Linked DNA regions of Gossypium hirsutum: region 2 is linked to region 1. The links are chromatin contacts, called in public Hi-C maps. All regions are on one chromosome and are shown on one strand. Each heading gives the region's core, a stretch centred on a gene start, on an enhancer-like site or on the middle of the called end of the contact. The rest is flanking DNA. Distances are from core to core; before and after follow the strand shown. Region 1 holds the start of LOC121220271 (classical arabinogalactan protein 26). Region 2 holds the start of LOC107913247 (protein TRANSPORT INHIBITOR RESPONSE 1).

The links. Hi-C and Micro-C count contacts between places; a contact is called where the count stands out from the background.
Region 2: a contact with region 1 is called in a Hi-C map of leaf, with 2.1 times the contacts expected there. The contact joins the promoter of LOC107913247 here to the promoter of LOC121220271 in region 1. A contact is called at or near these places in 4 of 34 Hi-C or Micro-C datasets (all in leaf).

The regions. Positions count from the first base shown.
Region 1 is chrD08:11,437,553-11,441,845 of Gossypium_hirsutum_v2.1, reverse strand. It overlaps LOC121220271 (classical arabinogalactan protein 26), which reads right to left and starts at 2,060. Exons shown (of 1, transcript XM_041099851.1): 1 at 1,483-2,060. The coding sequence starts at 2,060. The coding sequence ends at 1,623. It overlaps LOC121202909 (protein NETWORKED 3A), which reads left to right. Exons shown (of 3, transcript XM_041099850.1): 3 at 486-1,366. The coding sequence ends at 1,222.
Region 2 is chrD08:11,608,956-11,612,935 of Gossypium_hirsutum_v2.1, reverse strand. It overlaps LOC107913247 (protein TRANSPORT INHIBITOR RESPONSE 1), which reads right to left and starts at 1,392. Exons shown (of 3, transcript XM_016841773.2): 1 at 636-1,392. The coding sequence starts at 1,102.

The DNA of each region.
Region 1 (4,293 bases), core at 811-3,310:
GAGATCTTACAGGCTTTAGCATGTACATGTGGGTGGCCCTCAGTGTACAGGGACCCTGAAATTGAAGTCCCCCCAGACATTGTTAACTTTCTCACTTTTCCATATTTCCCACTAACTTCTAAGTGTAGCTTTGCAGCTCAAGTAATTAGTCTTCCAAAAACATTACTTTATGAGCTAATAATGAATTGGACCCCTTGCATCTCAGGTTAATTATAAATGGATCATTCTAGGGAACGGGTATAGATTTGGATAGGACCCTTTGCTCATATTTAATTTAGCAATTGATCCTTTCTCTTCTATATGTCTGCCATTGAGAGATCTTTGCTTGATTAAAAGACCAGAAAGGTTCTGTTGCCATGTTGTTTTACCAGGGTGAAACGTTAACATTGACCAACTCATTCAACTTCCTGGAATTATTTTCTTTTACCATTATTTGTTTGTTCTGTTTAATTGCTGAAGTTTGAATGGTTTTCTTTTAATGATAGAGCTGGACTCCAAGACCAAGGCAATGCTAAAATTGATTGAGGAAGATGCAGATTCCTTTGCAAAACGTGCAGAAATGTATTACAAGAAACGTCCCGAGTTGATTAGCTTGGTTGAAGATTTCTACCGATCCCATCGTTTACTCGCTGAGCGGTATGATCAAATTAAGTTGGACCCTGGAAATCGCCTTGTAACAACATTGGGATCCCCATTTTCTTCCATGAAGTACTGCCATTCAGAGAAGACGATCAACTTGATGGATAAACTCTATGATAGCAGCTCCGAGACCTTTGAATCTGAAGACTATGCTGAATCAGAAGTTGATGACCCTGAACATGATGAAACTGGGGAGGAAGTTAAGGATCCCAAGCAGGAAGACAAATACGAAGCAGGTTTAGTAACTAAAGAAGGCCATGTTGTGAAGGAAGATGAATCGTCAAAGGTGTTCGGCGATGAATTGATGAAGTTAAGGGAAGAAATAGAGAAACTGAAAGAAGAGAACAAGGTTCAGAATGCTCAATTAATTCAGAAAGATGAAGAGAAGAAAGAGGTGATTAGACAACTCAGTTATGCTGTCCAAGCGCTCAAGGATGAGAACATGGAGCTGAAGAAGAATATGGTTAAAAGACCATCCCCCAGTAAATGGAGTCCCTTTGAATTCAACAAAATAAAGGGAGGACTATTTGGGATGTTGTTGAATGGATCCCCATTGTCTCGTTCTACTATCATTGCCCTGTAGTTTTAGTTAGGTTGCATTAAGGTAAGTAGCATATACATATACATATAGGAAAAGAGAGCAGTTCAAATTAGGAACTTGGAAGAATTGTTATACATGTGTTACCTTCTGAGAAATTTTATCAGTGTTTGCTATTCTTTCGTTCAATTGTTTCATTTGTGTACTTGTTTTCCCTTGTTGCTATTTCTTTTTTTTGTTTTTCCTTATTGTAACAGAAGTTGAACTTAATGTAGTCTTTGTGCTAATAGTATAAGCACTCTTTTGTACCAAATCAGAGTTCATACTAATAATTTGTATTAAATATAATAGTCAACAATCATGATTAACAATATCAAAAATAAATATATAGAAAACATAAAAAGAAAAGAGTTAAGCTACAAGGAACAATGCCATCAGCAGAAATTCACACACCAGAAAGCTTCTGCAATATACTAAATACTAGCAAACCAAGAAACAATGTTGGTTTTAAAGCTCGAGCTGAAGTCGGATAAACCGAAGTGGATGACGGCAAAGGGCTGTTAGACGGTGAAAATGCGAAACCAGGAGCAGGGGCCACGATGTTATCCGGATTCGGGGGACTGGGGCTTGAAGGAATTGTGGGCATCGACGAATGAGTAGGAGAAGGTGCCACACCATTCGGAGTAGGGAACAAAGGCTCAATGTCAGGGGGTAAACTTGGAGAAGAAGCAAGAGGTGCACTTGGAAGGAATGCCGGTGCAGCTGATATAGTTGAGTATTGTACATGTAAATATTGCTGAGATGATGAAGATAAGGGTAGTGAAGAAAAATAAGCCATTAAAAACATGAACAAGTTTCCCCATGGTGACCAAAGGGAAGCCATTGAAAATGAAGATAAATCGGTATGAGTGGTCCAAGTAAGGCAAATTTGAATGCATGAATATATGAGAAGAATGGAGTTGCAGGTGTTTTTATGTGCAGATGAGGGAAGAAGTGTGGTGGTGAAAAAGAGAGTGGGTGCTGTAAGTCAAAAGATGGTTGATAACTTTAATGGTAAAATACAGCTCCATGGGTTGGCTACTAGACAATGTGGATAAGTTATTTTCTTCAAGGTCTACATCATGATATAGGGTTTCTTTTATCCTTTTCCTTTGATTTTTTTTCCTATGTTTCACCCGTGATCTTTTTTGAAATAGATAGCTAAAATTATAAGACAATGTTGAGTCTTATTTAAGTATGTGTGGAATCATGAATATGACAATGGAATCGAAAATTCTTATATTATTTGGTTGGTAAAATCTTGCTATTAGTCCTTTTAATTTACGAATTTTGTGAATTTTGTTCATTTTTAGTCCTTACCAAATAATAATTGTTAAATTCATTAAGTTATGTTATGTTATTTTCAAAATTTAATGCGTTAAACATATTATCATATGTGTAATGCCATGTCAAATGATTATTTTCAGATATTACTCACTAAAAATCCAGTTAAATGATTAATGGCTATTATTTACATTAAGATTGAAATTTCAATATTTGAAAAGTATAGTCTTAAAATGATCCAATTGGAGAATATGGACTAAATCTAGAATTGTGCACTTAATACAGAACTATTAATTGAATTGTTTGGGTCAAGACTAAAGTTTTGAAATTTGAAAAGTACAGAGACTAAAATTGGCCATTTCAAAAAGTACAAGAACTAAAACTGATCAAATTAAAATATAAAGATTAAATCCATAATTTTCACTAAATATAAGTATTAACAACCGAGTTTAACCTAATTGGTTTAAGTAACTAAAAATGCTATTATTTTTTGTTTCCTAAAGTTTATTTTGTGCTTAATAACTTGGAGGAACATATCAATGGGAGTAACTGGTTTCTATTTGGTTAAATTTGATGCTTAAATGGTTATAATTTTATGAACTAAGTATAACAACAAAAATTGATTGGTTGGGTGAGAATTAAACTATGCAAGGCCATGATTAGAATAATTGTTATATGATTTGTATGAAGGGGCTATTGTCTTGGAAAGAGAGAAAATCTTGAATTTATATTTTTTAAATTTTCAGTCCACTTTTTCTACAATAACATTTCATTATAACAATTAAGTTTTTAGTAGAATTGATTTTTTATGTTTTATTTTAATTTTTATAACAACTTTTTACTTGTAACAAAAATAATTGTAACACTCTTTACCTGACTCGATCGTCAGGTCCAGATAACAAGATATCACATTCGTTGCCAGAGCAATTACAATCAATTATATATTAAAATGATCATTCAAACATAAAAACATGCCATAAACACATTTACAATATGATACATAATCAAATTCGAGCCTTAATCGAGTTTACGAAAGCTCATTTGTTGACTCGAGCATGAAATATGACTAAATTGTAAAGTTTCAAAACTTCAAATCGATGTCGGGATGTGAGGGAGTTCCTCGTCGTGACGTGACATATTGACTTGGCCTCATTGTGACAATGGGGTTCCTCGTCATGTTGTGGCTTGAAGTCCTAAGCTCGTTGCGACGATCATCTCCTGAAGTCGCGATGTAAACTCTATTTTTGGTATATTTTAGGCTATTTGGTACTTATTTCGAGCTTTCACTCAATCATACTTATTTTGTGCACAAGGCATATGATGTGTCACAAAACTAACTAAAAATACAACAAAGGCAAGTGCACCTATCAATAAATACTATAGCTACGATGAGTAAAGATATCGTATCCATGATGACTAAAAGTACTAGAAATTACCGTTTTCCTATTATTTAACCAACAAATTAGAGTGATTGATTTAAATTAAAATTACTAAATTAATTTAACTAAAGAACTCAACAGAGAATAAATCATAAAAATAATTGAATAATAACCAATAAATGAAACGATACCCAGAAAATAATCCACCTAGACTTCATTTATCATTATGAATTTGAATTAAACGATTTATTCACTTGGTATCTTGATCCATAGAAATCCCTAAATTATGCTAATATCTCTTTCAAGACTAAGAGCAACTGACTCTAGGTTGAATAATTGAAATTTTTTTCTAATTAAAACCCCTATTGTCGCATTAACTCGATCTATAGATTCCCCTATTAGATTTGACTCTAA
Region 2 (3,980 bases), core at 143-2,642, 170 kb before region 1:
TTCACAGCTCTCTAATAAACCAAAAACAACCAAATAATTGTAGGATGATAAGAAAAAAAAATAAACCATCAGAATCTTCGGTAATAGCTATGGAAAAATTATTCCCTCAATCCCCAACTCAGCAAAAAGTTTACCCAAAGAAAAATATTATTGGTTTATATAAACAACAAATCACGAGAAAAGGAATATAATTAAAGAGCATAAACAAGTCCCATTTCACATGAAGAAACCATCCAAAATAGTGAAAACAATACTCAAAAACGAATCTGCTGATATCAAACAAAACAAGGTATCGAAGAGGTAAAAAAGAACATGTGATTTTCATTAGATATTCTTAAAAAGAACCCCCATTTGACCTCAGATCTGAGAAAAGCAAGAGCTGAAATAACTAAGACAACTAGAACACGAGAGCAAACTCCTAAAAGTTCTTCACATCTTTGTTTTAAAAAAAAATAGTTCATGGGAATGAATAAACACTAATCAAGAAAAATGTAGCTAAAACCAAAAACAAATTGGGGAAAAGCTCTACTTTAACTCCCACAAAGATGAAAACTTCAACTCCTTTTCTCAGCTCAAAATGAAAACAAAAAAAAATCCCGAAAAAGGAGAAATGAAAAAAGTTTCATCAAACTCACTTGCAGCTAGCAGCAATGACAGCGAGACCATCAGTTGAAAACCCTTCACAAGAAGAAAGCACCAACACTTTGAAGTTCTTAAACGACTTAGCAATAAGCTCCAAGCTTTCGTCGGTAACGACCATCCTTTTAAGTCGAATCTCTTCGAGCCAAGGATAAGCTCCAGCCATCTCCTCGATCCAGGGAGACACGTAACCTCCCCATCCGTCCGGCACCAGATTGAAATCCGCAAAGTGCGGTTTCCCTTTCAACTCAATGGATCTAAACTCGGGGAACCGTCTGATCACCATCCTCGGGCTCACAGCGTAACAGTTCCCCACAAACACTTTCCTCCGACACCAACGCTCGATCTCGTACCACGATTTACACACCATCGACACCGCGTTCCGGTCTTTATCTGATTGTATGAATGAGAACACATGCTCCAGCACCTCGTCTGGGAACGAAAACGCCATTTTCTTATGCATTAATTAAAACTCGAAAAGAAGGAAAAAAGAAAACACACACACGAAAAAAAGAAAAGAATGAAGGCTTTTGATATGAAAGGATGATTTTTTTTTATCTCGATTTTGGTATTGGGTTTGGGTAGGATTTGAGTTTACTTAAGGCTTAGAGTTTGTTTTTTGAGATCTGAAACGCCATTAACGAAGCTTATAGGGGGAGCAGAGGCTGGGAGGGAGCTATGGAGAGAGAGAAAGAAAGTGAAGTCAAAGACAGACACAATGGACGAGAGAGGATAAGGATTTTTATTTTTGTTTTCGTAAGATGGTTAGATTTTAACCATGGTTAAATTAGTCATGGAAAATAAAGGACAAGCGAGAGAATTTCAATTTTTTTTTTTTTGTGTGGGGGCTGTTTAGATACTGATGGGCGATTAGGAAAGTAACACGTAATGATGGAGAGATGCGGGCCGTAGGATAGACGATGAGAGCCAGAGGTTCTTATCCGTCGACGACTAAGGGGAGCCGCATAAAACGGGTATATGGAAGAAATGTGGGGCAGTGGCACAGCAATAGCAACGAGTTGGATATTTATAATTTTTTTCATAAAATTTATAAATTTCATTTCATTTATCATTTGTATTACCTTTTGATTATACCTAAATTTAAAAAGTATATTTTTTTATTAAGTAGATTTTCCATTTGTATTACATTTAAGTAGAAAATAAATTTGAACAAGAATAATGCGAATTTAAGTAACATATACAAGTTCAAATTTGTTATGAATAACAAATTTTAATTATTATTATCTATATTACCTAAATTCGTATAAAAACAAATAGGATGTCCACGTATAACCATCCTACATTAAGCACATGTTTAGCGAGATTTTGAATAAATATCGGAAGGAAAAAGGGAACGAGATATTGGAGGGGCTGATAAAGTGTGATGATGTGTAGGGAGAGAATGGTGGTGCAAGGAATCTCATGATTCACGTAGCACGGCTGGATCTGGGGGATCGGATATTGCGGGGACCACAAGAAAGGGGTTAAAAAATAAATAATGAGGAATGATCTAATGTGAAATCTTGTTGTCATGACATCACGGCCGTCCAATCATATACAATTGTTTGCATTCAAAATCATGCTATCATTGGCCCCCGCGTACAACCCGCCCTATTCATCTCCAACGGCCTTGATTTATTTCATCATTATTGATCACGTATAAGTAAAAAATATTTTCTTTTTCATAATTTAGATTTCACATGTCAATAAAAGGGATGAGTCAAGGAAAAACGAATGAAGTACGAACGGGCGCACCATGCACCTTGATCAAGACCGTCTGATCAGGTTTACCTTTTCACAGTGTACGGTCGAAATACACAGAACCCGGAAAAATAAAGCTTTCCAAGTAGTAATTAATAAATATTAATTTTTACTGCAAAGGGTAAAAAATAAAAAGAAAAGGTTAAAGAGTCCCCACAATTACAACCGGCTGCACGTACATGTTTTCAGAGAAAATAATTGACTCTTTAACTGGTTTTGTAAAATAACGAAAATACTCCTCATCTTACCAAACTATTCGCCCTCCTATTTCAATTGAACAAAAGGGTAGTTTTGTCAGTTGGCGAAAAGGACATGGTATTATGGGGTTGCACTGTCTTGGCATGGAGTCCATTGAGCTGTCCCTTTTATGTAGAAAAAGTTGAGAAGTTAAAACTCAACGGCCCAGATCTAAAGTTGCTAAAAAAAAGAGATTTGAACCGTCGGATGGCTTCTTCAGATAAGCGTCCTTATCGATAGCAACTGTAAAAGCTTGTCTCTACCTATAGTATATACAATACATACATTATATACAAAAAAAATATATTTTTAAAATGAAATTCATTTATTTTCTTAAAACTAATTCCTAAATAATTTGCCCTGAAATTTAGATGATAATTTGTTTAATACAAATAGGAAATGCTCGGGACGGTCGCATGCACAGTCCATTTCATCCCTCGTCATTTTACAGGGCCACGTCATCTTATTCGTTTTAGAAGTTATCTTTTTTTTCTCTGTCAATTAGGGAAGTTGTCTTCACTAAGTTTTATATTGTAAATTAATTAGAATTTTCATTTTGCCAAAAAAATCCAACTGAATAGTTTTATTTAATAGCTAAATCGAAATCAAATCAAATTTAACGAAATTGAATCACTACCAGCAACTTTTCAGGTAGTATTGTAATTATCATTGGAATCCACATTTGACTTATATAATATATAAAGTATTAAATTAATCAATATTTGAATTCATTTTTATAATTTTTCTGAAAGAGTTATTACAAGAGTACTTATATTACAAAGCGCAATAGATCAAAAAGTGAAATATATTCATATTTAAACAGTAATAAATTTAGATAAAAATTTAAATCTAAAACGTTGATTGAATTTTAATTCTAGTGTTATTTGTATTGTTGTTAGTACAAAAAGATATAAATTTAAATAAATTGAAATGTATTTATCTTTTTATTTAATAATTATGAAAAAACTGTAAATAGTTCTAAGTATTTGAATAAAAAAAAGATTTGAGTTTCTTTTTTTATTAATCTCATAATTTTTTTTACATAATACTTAAAACTATCCATAGTCCCTCTCAACTCATAATAATATTCATGCCAATAGAAGTAAAACTCAATTTAAAAAAACTTACACTTAAACACTTAGAAAAATCTCAATATTTACCAAAATTACGAAAGCTTATTACAGCTACATTTTTATAAATAGATTTTAAACATGTAAAACAATATCAAATTTTAAATTACAAAGATTCAAGTTGTTTGTCATTATAAATAAAAATTGAACTTAAAAATTCCATAATATTTTAACCACAAATTTGAATAGTAAATATTTAAAATTAAAAATTAA